5 separate regions of the Mus musculus genome follow, and all the other regions are linked to region 1. A link is a contact called in public promoter capture Hi-C data. All regions are on one chromosome and are shown on one strand. The core of a region is the stretch at or near the end of the contact, and the rest is flanking DNA. Distances in the headings are between cores, read along the strand shown. Region 1 holds the start of Tigd2 (tigger transposable element derived 2). Region 2 holds the start of Pyurf (Pigy upstream reading frame). Region 3 holds the start of Herc6 (hect domain and RLD 6). Region 4 holds the start of Vopp1 (vesicular, overexpressed in cancer, prosurvival protein 1). Region 5 holds the start of A730020E08Rik (RIKEN cDNA A730020E08 gene).

What was found. Promoter capture Hi-C pulls out the DNA fragments that hold promoters and counts their contacts. Capture Hi-C pulls out chosen DNA fragments and counts their contacts.
Region 2: a promoter capture Hi-C map of pre-B cells shows a contact between it and region 1. The contact joins the promoter of Pyurf here to the promoter of Tigd2 in region 1. A contact is called at or near these places in 15 of 39 promoter capture datasets (the 3T3-L1 cell line, 3T3-L1-derived adipocytes, the C10 cell line and 10 more), 1 of 484 Hi-C or Micro-C datasets (CD4 T cells), 1 of 115 datasets of contacts at active chromatin or transcription factors (astrocytes) and 2 of 9 other capture datasets (adipose tissue and liver).
Region 3: a promoter capture Hi-C map of pre-B cells shows a contact between it and region 1, with 5 times the contacts expected there. The contact joins the promoter of Herc6 here to the promoter of Tigd2 in region 1. A contact is called at or near these places in 6 of 39 promoter capture datasets (the 3T3-L1 cell line, the C10 cell line, liver and 1 more) and 2 of 9 other capture datasets (adipose tissue and liver).
Region 4: a promoter capture Hi-C map of adipose tissue shows a contact between it and region 1, with 4 times the contacts expected there. The contact joins the promoter of Vopp1 here to the promoter of Tigd2 in region 1. A contact is called at or near these places in 3 of 39 promoter capture datasets (the 3T3-L1 cell line, hippocampal neurons and pre-B cells) and 2 of 9 other capture datasets (adipose tissue and liver).
Region 5: a promoter capture Hi-C map of hippocampal neurons shows a contact between it and region 1, with 4 times the contacts expected there. The contact joins the promoter of A730020E08Rik here to the promoter of Tigd2 in region 1. A contact is called at or near these places in 2 of 39 promoter capture datasets (cranial neural crest and hippocampal neurons).

What each region holds. Positions count from the first base shown.
Region 1 is chr6:59,207,574-59,210,273 of GRCm38.p6, reverse strand. It overlaps Tigd2 (tigger transposable element derived 2), which reads right to left and starts at 1,404. Exons shown (of 2, transcript NM_001081145.1): 1 at 1,093-1,404; 2 at 1-935. The coding sequence starts at 124.
Region 2 is chr6:57,690,797-57,693,496 of GRCm38.p6, reverse strand. It overlaps Pyurf (Pigy upstream reading frame), which reads left to right and starts at 1,419. Exons shown (of 2, transcript NM_025574.3): 1 at 1,419-1,688. The coding sequence starts at 1,492.
Region 3 is chr6:57,579,612-57,582,311 of GRCm38.p6, reverse strand. It overlaps Herc6 (hect domain and RLD 6), which reads right to left and starts at 1,320. Exons shown (of 23, transcript NM_025992.2): 1 at 1,080-1,320. The coding sequence starts at 1,275.
Region 4 is chr6:57,823,678-57,826,377 of GRCm38.p6, reverse strand. Vopp1 (vesicular, overexpressed in cancer, prosurvival protein 1) reads left to right here and starts at 1,253. Exons shown (of 5, transcript NM_146168.1): 1 at 1,253-1,451. The coding sequence starts at 1,398.
Region 5 is chr6:61,179,439-61,182,138 of GRCm38.p6, reverse strand. It overlaps A730020E08Rik (RIKEN cDNA A730020E08 gene), which reads left to right and starts at 1,329. Exons shown (of 3, transcript NR_040287.1): 1 at 1,329-1,432; 2 at 2,078-2,155. It overlaps Ccser1 (coiled-coil serine rich 1), which reads right to left and starts at 1,814. Exons shown (of 11, transcript NM_183310.2): 1 at 1,486-1,814.

The sequences.
Region 1 (2,700 bases), core at 155-2,654:
CTGTGGATTCACCAATTCCATACAGGACAGAAAGTTTTTTGAAGGAGTTGCCTTCTTCAAGCTTCTTAATAATGTCAAGTTTGTCTTTAATTGTCAGGACCACACGTTTACGTTTCCCCAACATTTTAGTCTAATTATTTTAGACAATTAACAACTTAGATTTGAACACAAAGAGACCAGAAAATGGAGGCTTAAGAGTCCTCAGCTGTTCCCTAAGACTTGGATGTTATAACAATTTTCAACGAAAGTCCGAGTTTTTCCCTTTGCATTTTAGAACTTAACCTGTTCCTATGACAACGAATAGCTCCAGATAACCCTTGTTTCTCTTCTTCCTCCTTGCTCTTTTCATTAAATTGCAGCCTTACTGAAAGCTCTAAGTTGAATCAATATTGTCCTACCGAGGTTTCTAAAACATTCTCATGATGATCAATTTTTGCCATTACCATGGGTCTTTTTTTCTTTTTCTTTTTTTCTTATGCTACGTTCAAGAAAACAGTTTTACTCGGGCTTGCACACTTAACAGACAGAAACACGGAGCAGGAAGCCTCACAGCCTGACTGTTGATGTCTGTGTCAGACAGCCAAGTGAGTGAACGCTCTCTTCAAGGCAAGGACTCTTGATGAGTACCTATGAAAGTCACAGCGAGCAGAGGTGAGCTGTCTCACCTCTTAGAATGTAAGTGGACAGGCAAACAACTCAGTACTTTAAACCAAAAAGAACTTATTGCTAATGGCAACTGAAAGGGAAACAGCGGACAAGTGATGTCACATGATTCAAGAAAGGATAAAAAACTTCATTGGTGGAAATCAGGACCCAAGGCTGCAACTAGGGGGTGGTAGGCTGGGTGAAGACCATACAGTAATCCTGGTGCAAGAAGATCTCCATGACCACAGAAGTAGCTGCTGGGGTGGTAGAGGTACTCGAGCCTTTGAAACCTATAGGAAAATACCAAACACGTTTTCCTTTCAGTATCAGTCCACCGTATAACTCATACCTACCCCTGCAACTGTGTCTAGGACATTGCCACCTATCAACCTGACAGGTAATAGACAAATAACGCTCGCAGGCACCACCCGGGAGCTGAGAGCCTACCTCCTGACACTACCAGGGCCTCTCCGAGACCGCCGGCCAGCAAGCTCCGAGCCGGACGCTGGGTGAAAGTCGGAGGCAGAGGGTCACGGCCGCAGCCCTACAGCGAGCGACTGGTCACCAGGCGCGCGGGACGCCGGGAAGCAGGGTGCGGGCATCGCTCCGCCTGACCGGCCAGAACGCAGAGCCAGCAGAGGAAGTCCCCAGCGAAGTCGACCCCGCCAGCCACCGCAGAGCGAGCGCGCAACGGAGCTGCGCGGCCGAGCCGGAAGGCAGGGGATTAGGTGCGCGCGCGCGCCCCCGCAGGAACGTGTTGTCGGCGAGGGGCGGGATGCGCGGGCGAGCCCGCTGACGGGGGCGCGGCTTCTGGGGGAGGGGCGGGGCTTGGCCAATGCTCCGCCTCCGGACACCCAGCGTGTGGCTCACGGCTGAGACCAGCAGAGGGCGACGCAGGGTGATTCTAGGTGGCCGGACTTTGCAGATGAGAAGGGAATAATAGCAAGGTTTTCTTTCTGGTAAGACTCAGGGAATATTTTAAGGCCCTAATGAGTTTACAGCTGTAACCTTCCAGGAATCTTCCCTCAAGGACTCTCTTCTGTTATCTTCTAACTAACAGGTTGTTCTGTTAGTATCATTTGGGTAATTTTCCTATATTTGTGTCCAAGGAAGTGAGAGTTGTGCTGTTTTGAGGATCATGTTGTTTTTTTCTTTTTTCTTTCTTCAGTAGCTTAAGATATATTTTAATCATGTTTACAATGTTACAATTTAGTATTGATGTTTTATGAAGTTAAATTATTAAATGAATAGTCTTAAATCCACTGTGGTGTTTTGTTTTGTTTTGTTTTGTTTTTTGAAAAATTATATAATTACCAAAAGCCAAAAATCAAATATTTGGAATACCTACTGTGAAATTTAAGAGATTAAAGGTTGTACTTGATACTTGTTATTTTTCTTAAATCTAGTTATCAAATGTAAAAATAAAAAGGCCCAGGGAGTGCACAGAGCCTCTTTGCCCTCTTCTGCGGCTGCGGCAACACAGAGCCGGATACCAGAGGCCAGCCAGCATGACGGTCGGCACTGATGACCTTAATGCTGGTGCAGGAATATAAGGACCACTTCCTGCTGTCAAAGGGGAATTTCAAGACTTCCACCTGTATCCAGTCCCAGCGTAGAGCCCCTCTCTTGCATAATAGTTTTTTAGGTGGTGTTGTTTTTAAATCCTTCTTCCACAAACTACAACCTAATGTGGATTATTCTGTTTCAGAAGAGGTTGTTTATTTGTTTGTTTCTCTAGAATTCTAGCACCAGGAGAGAGGGAAATCAAACCAAGCATTCATTCACTCTGCAGAGAAAGAATGTTGATTACTGGCCCTCTTTTGTCTCCCAAGCCTTCTCTGTGCTGCTATTCTCAGAGTCCCACCCTTCCACTCTCTGGCCTGCTGGATGGAAATCCTTTGATCTTTGATCTATCTCTGCTGTCCTATGGATGACTTTGGACAAGCCCTAGTTTTGCCTGAAAGTAGACTTCCCATAACTCTCACCCGCTTCAAGCTTACAAGGAAGCAATCTGAGTGGTTCCAAATGACCATTCCTAGTAAAGAACAATTTCAT
Region 2 (2,700 bases), core at 170-2,669, 1.5 Mb after region 1:
TATGCTATAACTCACAACTAAAATAGCCTAACCTTCATTGCTTCTGGGGGCTGCTCAGAAATTGTTTTTGTTTGTTTTTTGTTTTTGTTTTAATTGACAAGTTAGGAAACACAGGGACCTGGAAGATCCATTTCCGCTTCACCCAGTAAGAAACTAGTCCAACTGGCTCTCAGCCTACACCCAGCTCACAGCTGTAGAGACATTAGCTCTAAATTGTTTTATTGTTTTAAAAAGATGTTTTACAACTTAGGACAGTGCAGGGTAGGCAAGCCTTCTGCTGAGTCCCACTCATGGCCTTAATGTTAGCATTCTTGCCATTTCCTTCCACGCTCCCTCATCATCTGGGTGACCTCCAGAGACCAGTGTTTTTGCAAGGATATCAGAGAGCTTTGCATACATCTTGGGACAGGAGGAGCCTGGGCTGGAGAAAGCAGGTATGCAGAGGAGACATCTGTAAGGTCAGAGTTATCTTTTGCCAGAAGTTCAGCTAAGTGACTTCCTGCCTTTCTTGTTCCTGCCCTTTTGTCCCTTCCCTCATAGGTCACATATAGTGGCAAAGCTTTGAGGCAGAACATGTGTACTTTTCAAGAGCTCAAAGGACGAACATTGACAAGATTTCAGTAGCCATATGGGTTCCCAGCAGACAGCTAAAGCCCCTCAGAAGTGCCAGCACTCCAGAGGCCTTTCCTACACATTAACTCAATCTCAGCTGCCTCTGTTTGACTTTCAGACATTCCCGCCTGCGACTCAAAGCAAACTTTGTTAATGCTGTGACCCTTTAATACAGGATGCTGTAATGACTCCCAACCATAATATTATCTTCATTGCTACTTCATAACTGTAATTTTGATATTTATGAATTGTAAATATGTAAACGTCTGTGTTTTCCTGTGGTCTTCAGTGACCCCTGTGAAAGGATCCTCCTGCCCCCCAAAGGGGTCCAAGCATGCATTAGATGTGCTTTACCATAGTATTCACAACTAACAACCCTCAAGTTGTAAAAGCCTTCACAGCTTACGGAAAAGGAGAAAAAAGCCATTTTCTTCAGGCTCTTAAATTTTTGCTTGTGATACTTACTGTATGATTAATATTAAACCTGCTGTTGCCTCTAACACAATATGCTTGTGTTGAAGAGTCCTTGAAGATAAAACTAAGTTGAAGCCGAGCTCCGTGTGACTGGAGTCCGGTCCCTGACTAATTGGCACCTTTGTGATTAGCCCTACTGAAAAGTTGGACACCTGAATGAGTACTGCTTTAGTTTACAGTTTTGTAAAAGCGGTGGTGCAGCCACTGACCCGGGGAATGTCGGTCTGCCCTGGGAACCACACCACCGACTCAAGCTGTGCTGGCGAAGCAATCAGCAGCGCACCGGGGGCGGGGCCGGGGGCGGGACCGGGCGCCGGGGGCGGGGCCGGGCCAGGGTGACCTCCGCGGCTCTGGTGTGAGAGCAGTGAAGTTCCGAGCGCTGCTTCGTCCATCTTCTGAGCCGCCATGCTGAGCGCCACGTGCCGCAGGCTCGCCCCGGCGCTGCGGAGGCTCCGCGCACTGTCTGCAGTCGCCGGGAGGTTTCTGCAAGTGCCCGGGGCCAGGCTCTGCTCTGACCAGAGCGAGAGGGCTGAGCAGCCCCACACCTTCCACCCGGCGCTGCTGCAGTTCCTGGTGTGTCCGCTCTCCAAGAAGCCGCTTAGGTGAGACTCATCTGCCGCCTTGGCCCGAGGAAGGGTGGTGGCCTGTGGGCCCGCCAGCGGATCAGAAGCTTACTCCCTGGATGCCATCCGCCCGGCCGACCCCTATGCTAGGGTCAGCCCCGCCCAGGACCCGCGTGAGCTTTTCTCTGGCTCGCCATTGGCTGCTCTTTACAATCTCTCCTGGAGGCTTTAAAGAAAGACTTGGTTTCTGAGACTGGCTAGGCTCCAGAACCTTTTGAAACACAGTATCAGGGCCAGCGTCCCGACCGACCTATCTACCTACCTACCTTCCTTCCTCTCTCTCTCTCTCTCTCTCTCTACCTTTTGAAACACAGTATCAGGGCCAGCGTCCGGACCGACCTATCTACCTACCTTCCTTCCTCTCTCTCTCTCTCTCTCTCTCTCTCTCTCTCTCTCTCTCTCTCTCTCTCTCTCTCTCTTTCTCTCTCTCTCTTTCTTTTCTTCCTTTGGCTCGTTTCTTCATTCTTTCCTTTCTCCCCCCCCCCTTTTTTTTTGTCGCACGTGCACTTGCCTGAGTGTGTGTGTGTGTGTGTGTGTGTGTGGAGAGAGAGACAGAGACAGGGAGAGAGACATTCAGACATGATCAAAACTCAGGGCAAATACTATTGACATACTGATCTTTCCAGCCTCTCCATTCTTTGATGGGGGAAGGGGAGACAAGTTTCTCTATTTGGTTTGGTCTTTCCTGGAACTCTTTTTATAGCCCAGGCTAGCCTCAAAGTTGTGATACTTTTCCTGCATCAGTCTCCTGAGAGCAGGAGATTACAGGAGTTAACTACCACTTCTGGCTTCAATCTTTTTTTGTTTTGTTTTTGTTGTTGTTGTTTGCTTTTTTTTTTTTTTTTTGATTTTTTTGTTGTTGTTTTGTTTTGTTTTTCGAGACAGTGATTCTCTGTGTAGCCCTGCTGTCCTGGAACTCACTTTGTAGACCAGGCTGGCCTCGAACTCAGAAATCCGCCTGCCTCTGCCTCCCAAGTGCTGGGCTTAAAGG
Region 3 (2,700 bases), core at 71-2,570, 1.6 Mb after region 1:
TCCAAAGGGACAGAGGAATAGTTTTCGTGTTCTACACAGTTCTTCAAATTATTCTACACACATAATCAAATATAGTCAATGGGAATGTAAAATAGTCCAGTGGTAGAGTGCTTGCTTAGCATATAAAGTGGCAAAAATAGATAATTAAAACCAGAAAAACAAACTAGAACTTTAGTTAGTTTGAAGTTACTTAGAAGTGAATCAATATCATATATAAAATCCCCTAGTGGATTAATGTTTTGGTAAAACCACAACTTCTTGTTTAGATACAATTACAATAACTCATAATGACAAAATTCCTATAAAAATTAAATACATAAGCAGAAGATAAAACGAGGAGCTGCAATGGTCTTAGAGTTGCTTTTGGTGTAATTATAGGTGACTTTTTAAATTTTAAATATTTTATTATTTTTACGTGTGTGTGTGTGTGTGTGTGTGTGTGTGTGTGTGTGTGCGCGCGCGCGCTTGCGCTTGCGCATCACTGTGTGCATATATGTGTGTGCTGGTACCCATAGAGGCATAGGATCCTCTGGAACTGTAATTATAGGTAGTTGTAAACTGCCGCATAAGTGTCAGGAGCTGAACTCTTAACCACCGAGCCATCTCTCAAGACCCTACAGGTGGCTTCTTTAGTACTTTCCTACATCAGCTTTAATGCCGAAAAATGCTATTATACTTTTTTAAAAAAACAAAAAACAAAAACAAAACCTTAGGAGAGAAGATGCCCCAAGTTATTGCTAAGCTTTTCGGTTTGGAAATCAGATTCCCCCCACCCCACCCCCTCCAGAAAGTTCTCTCAGGCTTAGCTTGGTAAGGAGGAGGGACTTTCTTTCTATCCAGAGGAAAGCTTGCTTTTTTGCTTTCAGTTTCTCAATGAAGAGGAATTGGAAACCGAAACAAATACAAACTCCAGAGCTCTAGGAGTTGACCAGTTGATGCAAGCTGCTTAAAACAGGGTTCCAGCTTCTGATATCCCTGGTCCAGCCACCCGGTATCCCTGGTCCCCTGGTCCCCTGGTCCCCTGGACCCGAGGCCCCCACATACTGTCCTGAGCACCTGCTCAGGAGCTTGGAAGTCACCTGGCCTTTCGGTACTCTGGTCTCTCCTCTGGCCCAGCTGTCCCCAGCTGTTGTCCCCGCAGGAATACACCCTGTGGTTGCTGAACAGTAGGAGCGAGTGGTGTTCCCCGCTGGCTGCCTGCAAGAGTTCAATGCCGCTGGTTCCCGCCTTCAGGCGCCGAGGCTTCCGGCTTCCTGCAGCCCAGCTGAAATACATCCCTGCGGTGCACAGCCACCCGCGGCTCTGGTATGTCAGATGGGCTCCCAAAAGCAAGTGACCTAGCTTCCCTAACTCCTCCCAAGGGCACTGCCCAGTCCCTTACGTCATAGTTCTTTCCAGTAAGTGCCTGCTTGTCCCACACCACTAACATCTTTCTCACAGGCATTTCTAGGGTCATTTTGAAACCTGGCTGCTTGAATTTTCAGTACTGAGTATCTGAGAAGACAGGGAAGAAGAAAGTATCTCCATCATGAGTAAGCCACTTGTGAGTCCTGATGCTCTGGACAAATTTCTAGGTCTGTGAAATATTTATTAAGTGACAATATCCACAAGTTGTAGCAATTTCAGTGGCAACCAGTTCCCAGGGAATCTGCTTTCCTTGGCAATTCTAGCTGGGGTTCTTTTATTCCAGTCTTGATTATTAATTTTCAGATCACACATTAAGCACCACATGGTAAACCTATATGTATAATAAATAGATTATGGAGTATGTTCAGGGGGTTACAGAACTTTTTTGAGAATTTCAAAGAGGCCTAGAAAGCCAAAGCTGGGAAGCCTGTAAGGATGTAATTAATAATGAACCCTAACTGAGCTGCAATGGAGAAGCTGCTGTCCAACTGAATCCAACTGCAGAGTAAGGGCAGGGGCCAGATATGTAAAGAAATGAAAACCTTCACATCAAAGCTACACAAGCCAACAGAAAAAAAGTGAACACTCTTTTGCAGGTTTGCTGAGCTCTGAAGGAATTTAAGGGAGACATCTTTAGAGCTGTGTGTTCCAAGGTGACTCTGGCTCTCTCTGGCTCTCTCTCTCTCTCTCTCTCTCTCTCTCTCTCTCTCTCTCTCTCTCTCTCTCTCTCTCTCTCTCTCTCCCTCCCTCCCTCCCTCCCTCCCTCCCTCCCTTTCTCCCTCCCTCCCTCCCCACCTTTGAAAACAAACACAGCACTGAAAGGGTTGTGGGTCACTGTGTTTATTCCCATCTGCTGCAGGTTGAAGCCTCTCTAATGATGGCTGAATAAGGCACTGCCATATGAGCCTAGCAGACTATTATTGAGTCATTTTATTGTTACCCTTTTGTTTTTCTTAGACCAGTAGTATTTGGTTTTGTCCTAGGTTCTGGTTCTTGGTCACCTGAGCAGTGTCAGGTATGGGTTCCTTCCATCTCATGGTGTAGGCCTTAAGTCAAATCTGAAATCAGTTGGTTACTCCACGTGGTTTGTGCCACCATTGCCCTAGCATATTTTCCAAGCAGGACAAATTGTAGATCAAGGGTTTTATGGTTGGATTGGTTTACTTTTCTCTTTTAGCAACCTGCAGAGTCCCTTTGCCTGTCATAGACATTAGAACATGGGACTCCACATTCAGTGCATTGTGTGAGTATTGACTTCAGCAATGAAAACTTGCTGTTGGTTTGTTGAGAGAC
Region 4 (2,700 bases), core at 4-2,503, 1.4 Mb after region 1:
CAGAATTAAGAATATCATCAGGGCCAAAGCAGAGATTTCCCTGCTCCACTATAACCTATCTACTTAGTGCCTCCACTAAAGGGCTTGATTTTTTATTTTTATCCTGTTACTATAAAACTTCAGGAAGCTATTATTGTGTTGGAACATGGAATTTGAGGGTAATCATGAGGCCAGTTTTTTTTTTTTTCCTTCTTTGCTTGCCAGTTATAGCAGGTATAGTTTCATGGTGTATGCTCTATCTTAACCAAGTATGTGTACTGAAAGTTGGCAAAGTATTTAAGACTCGCCTGTGAGAGATCCGTTTTTCTGTCTTCCCTCCATATCCTGTTGGAGGTGGTTCTGTAATTTAACGAACTCTAGTTGCTAAAAAAAAAAAAAATTAATTCATTTGTGTGCGTGATGTGTTTGTCTGAAGGTATGCATGTATGCCATGTGCCCATGTGATACAACGAGACGATTCTGTTTCCATCTTACATATCCAGGGAGAAGCTCAAATCTTCAGCCTTTCCTGGCAAGTGTTGCTACTTGTTTAGGGATCTCTCTGAACCTAAAGGATTGATTCTATTTCCTGATCTCTGTACTCAGCGTTACGCATCATAGTTTAAACTAGCTGTTTTCTTGTTCACCTCTACATATTTGGCCTCCAGCTCAGGTCTGATACAAGTTCAACCAATGCTTCAGTAAGTTCAGTAAATTCAGATGTCATCTGAGCCTTATTGTTATGTGTGTGTGGAGAGGGGCCAGAGGGGAATGTCTGAGAGAAAGTAAGAATAGTTAGCAGCAATTCCCTATGGTCAAAGAGCCTACCTCAAAGGTGAGGTGCACTGTGGAGTCCAAAGGTGGGGTCCTAGCAGAGTCAGGCAGAAAGATGTTGGCATAAACCTACACTAACCTTTTGCAACCAGCTGTCCTTTCCTTGTGGTTTTAACTGTCCTGGGGCGGAGTGGACCTCCCACCTTACCTACAGGAACCTCAGTGAGAATGTCTCCGTGGCTAGAAACTTCAGGAAGACCCAGTGATGGGTCCATCCGTATCCATCCCCCAGCTCCCAAACCCGGTGTCCTATAAAAACCTTCCCAGAACTATCAAGGTGAGACAAGATGGTCTCTTCCGAGAGAGGAGACATCAGGCCGTCTTCTCACCCAGCCCCGCTGTCTCCGCGTCCCGCAGCGCGCTCCACAGACTTTGCAGGCTCCGAGCCCACGAGCGCGCGCCCGTGAGGTGGATCGGGGGCGCGCGGCGAGGGCGGCCTGGCACGTCCTCGAGCTCCGCCGGCTTGCCGCGCGTCCTTCTGCCGGCTTCAGCTCGTATCCCCGGAGTCCACCCGCCCGTCCCGGGGTGCGGACTGGCCCTGAGCTGGCCGTACAGCCCGGCTTCGGACGGTCCTCGCTGGAGCCATGGGCCGCCGGCTCGGCAGGGTGGCGGCGCTGCTGCTCGGGCTGCTAGTGGAGGTAGGGCCGCCGGTTCCCCGCGCCTTCGGGAGAAGGGACGCGGGAAGGGCATTGCGGAGCTCGCGAGTCTGCGGTGTGGGGCGGCGGAGGGGTCTGATGCCGGGACCCCCTGTCCTCCCTGCGCGCCTCCTCCTCCTGTCGGCGCCCCGTTTCCCTCTCGCTGCTTGCTCGGGCTTGCGTCCCCGGGAGGGACCTTTGTGCGTGTCCACACGCGCTCCCTGTCTCTCGGGGCCTGGGGCGGCGCCTCCCGCAGCTGGTAGGAGGGACAGGGACATTTCTGCCTTTGGAGATGAAGTGCAGGCTTTTAGAGGCGAGGAGAAAAATCCCACGGGGAGCTTGGGTGGTTGGTGTACTGTTGTGAAGCCGCGGAAACTTGATGGTGGGTGGAAGCACCGCCGAGGTACAGCCAGGGTTAGAGCGGGGCTGCGGTCGACTGAACTGCGACATCCTGTGACGCGAACCACCCTTCCTGCTCCAGCGGGTTCATTCAAAGGCAAAAGAGTGGATGTGTAAAATCTGGTGTGTAAAATATGGATTGGGGTTTGGAGGTTTGTTCATACCTCCACAGCTTCAGTATTTTGAAAGATTTTTGTATTAATAAAGTCAGTTTAAGTGGGTAAGGATGCCCCTCTGACTATCACTGTCCTGCCTCAGAAAACTGTAAACTTCCTTGGTTGGGGAGTCAGCGGTGCTTGGAAAGATTCTCATTTATGCTGGAGGAAAAGTCTTTCTTTCCAGGAGAGTTAAGGGAACAGTTTCTCCAAGCTCTAAGTTCGGATCAGAGCAAAGATTGCTCGTTTTTCTTTGAAATACCTCTTTTTTCTTTTCTTTCTGTTTCTCTCGCTCACTCTCTCTCTTTCCTTTCTTCTTCTTCTTCTTCTTCTTCTTCTTCTTCTTCTTCTTCTTCTTCTTCTTCTTCTTCTTCTTCTCCTTCTCCTTCTCCTTCTCCTTCTCCTTCTCCTTCTCCTTCTCCTTCTCCTTCTCCTTCTCCTTCTCCTTCTCCTTCTCCTTCTCCTTCTCCTTCCTCCTCCTCCTCCTCCTCCTCCTCCTCCTCCTCCTCCTCTTCTTCTTCTTCTTCTTCTTTTTTAACATTTAACGTTTTTGAGAAGTGCCACTTCTGGTTTTCTTTCTTCTTGTTGTTCATATTTTTAAAAGCTTAGAAACCAAACCCTCTGGGTAATGATTCAACATTGGTTGCTGTAGAAAAGCAAACCAGAGAGCACTGTTTACAAAAATAAACGTGTGTTTA
Region 5 (2,700 bases), core at 80-2,579, 2.0 Mb before region 1:
TTTTTTTTTAAATCAAAACAGTTCTGGTCAGTCTCTTTAATTAAATGAGGTGAAGACAAATCACTCTAATAATAGGTTGATGCTTTGTGTGTGTGTGTGTGTGTGTGTGTGTGTGTGTGAGTGAGTGAGAGAGAGAGAGAGAGAGAGAGAGAGAGAGAGAGACTACCAAAGGTGCAGTCATATGTAATATGGAATTTCAGTCTGATTTTTAAAACAAAAAAATTATATATGGCAGTCTCAAGGAGAATTCAGCTTAAAATTAATTGAAGCAATGTTCCACTGTCACAGTCCAGTCAGCAGTTATATAGAAACACAGTTTGCTTCTTCAAAGGACATAATAAATTTGCTAAGGTACTCTGGTAGACACTGACCCAACTTACATCTAAGCTTCAAATTATGACCCTGTAATTGGCACTTGTTTAAAGAAAGCACAAAGGGAAACCAAAACAAACTAATTATTCTATAGCCTAGATGAAGAGTACTCTAGGTTGTCCCCAGTAACTAGATTTAAAGAGTCGGTGTCGACATAAACTCACATAGCAACATTCTCCCAGGGGCTTTGAATAACATCTCTTCGTGTAAAATAGGTGAACATTCTTTGAACAGCCCTCATGGGAAGGGAAGAATGGAGGGTGTGTGTTTCATTTCAGAAGAAAAGTGCTCAACTGCAATGGTTTGACCAGTGAAAGCTGCTGAAAGCAAGCAGGTTTTCTGTCCTGTGGTCTTAGTGGGGACCTGAAGAGGTAGCAGGAACAGACAGCTAGGACTCTCAGAAATGGCAGAGCAGGGGTTCATGACCTCCAAGAAGCACTTCTACCTGTACACACCGGAGTCTACTTCAGACTTCCTTCTTTCGTTTTACAGAGCAGGTTCCAGAAGGGGGGAAAAAAAAAGCAGAATTGCAGAATTGCTTCCAGTTCCAAGCAGGAGGGGCTCAGCGTACACAGAAGGGAACCCCACAACTCTGCCATAAATAGCCTTTCTTCTCACTCGGGATACTAGCCCCTTTGCATCAGCAAGGCACAGCCTCCTCTCAGAAGCACCATTCACAAATCCCTCGGTCGCCCCTTCGCGCACGCTCCCTAGGCGCTGGCACCGTGTGCGCGAGTCCCTAAGATTCAAGCCCAAAGGTGAGGGGCCTGACAGCCACCTGCTGTCAGCGCGGGGTTCACTTTCCGGCCGGGTGACCCGGCGCGAGAACACACGCAGGAGCACCCCACGCCCGCATCCCGCGATCCCGGGGTGCGCCACAAAGCAATCCGTCCACTCTACGTGGCGGGCTCCGGAGGCAGGGGCGGTCGGCGTGGAGCTCCCGCCTGCCCCACCGCACCGCCCCCGCCCCCGCTCCGCAACCGGAGCTCGCGCCAACTCTGCGACCGAGACCCCCGGATTGCAGGAGCGGGCCACGCCGCGCAGTGCCCACGCCCGCCAGGCGAGTCCCCCCCAACCCCCCGCTGGGCCGACGGCCGAGCCGGGGAGAGTCACCTGGTCGCGCTCAGTCCAGGCCCCACGCGAGTCCTCTGCACCGCGTCGCTACCTTGGAGCTGCGGGCTGGTCCCGACGCGGCGTCCACTCCGGCTCGGCCGCTGTCTTCAGCACTCCTCCTGCCGCTCCCGCCTGCGCCACCGCGGCTGCTCCGCCAGAGCTTCGCAGTCAGTCATTCTGAGCGAGGATGGGAGCGGGCGGGGCGCGCGGCGGCCGCGGGTGGGCGGCGGTGTGCGCAGCGGGGCCGCGGGGCGGCTGCAGCGAGCGCCTCCCGGGCAGGCCGCGCTCCCGGCGGCAGGAGGCGGCGCCGCGGCCTCGGAGCGGGTGACAGTGTCGGGCCGGGCGGGGGCAGCCCGAGGGCGGCGTCGGCCAACCGCGTCGCTGGCTTCCGCGCACGCAGCCTGGCGCGGCGACACGCGCACACCCGCGGCCGAATCGGGGGAGGGAGCGGAGCCCGCCGAGCGCCAGATCCCCGCGCCCTGCGAGTCGCCAGGGCAGTAAGGGGCACGCGCGGTGGGACGCTGAAGAATGGGACAGCGCTGCGCCTGGGCTCTCTGTGACAGAGATATTGTCTTTCCCTTCCTGGAGATAGGAGTTATTGCAGTATTCTGTCTGGGTCTTTCCGTGTCATCCGCCCCACGATCGTCTTGACAACTCTGTAGCTAACAAGGTAACAAGGACCCGGCCTCCTTCCCTTTAAACAGGTCACGCCTCCCAGTAACCGTTTGTGGCAGTGATTGTAAGAATGGAAACCTTGGGATTGGCTGGGAGTGGACTCCTCTGCCTACTCTTGCGGTCCTCAGTAGCAACCCAGAGTCCGGAACCAGCTTGACACCATTAGACTGGTGACCTCTTGAAGAAAATGTATCTCTTCAGAGATGGAAATATTTCTGATGCTTGGTGCAGTTGTTTACCTAATTCATTTTCCTGTGATCCTGTCTCCCCTTGCACTGCATCATTTCCTTTAAGGTTGTACTGGGACCTGAACAATTTCCCATTCGTCCTCTTCTTCATCCCCATTCCTTCTATTTATGCCTTTAGCAGACAATACAACACATGGAAACCATTTAACTCTCGCAGAAACATTTAACCCATTCTGCTAGAATATAGGACCATTTCGAGGTACATAATATGTTCCTAAGGTCATACATTAGAGTTCTTACTGGCACATTTTAGAAGCTTCTTTCTCAAAGTTTAAGTTCTTCATGCCTGGTG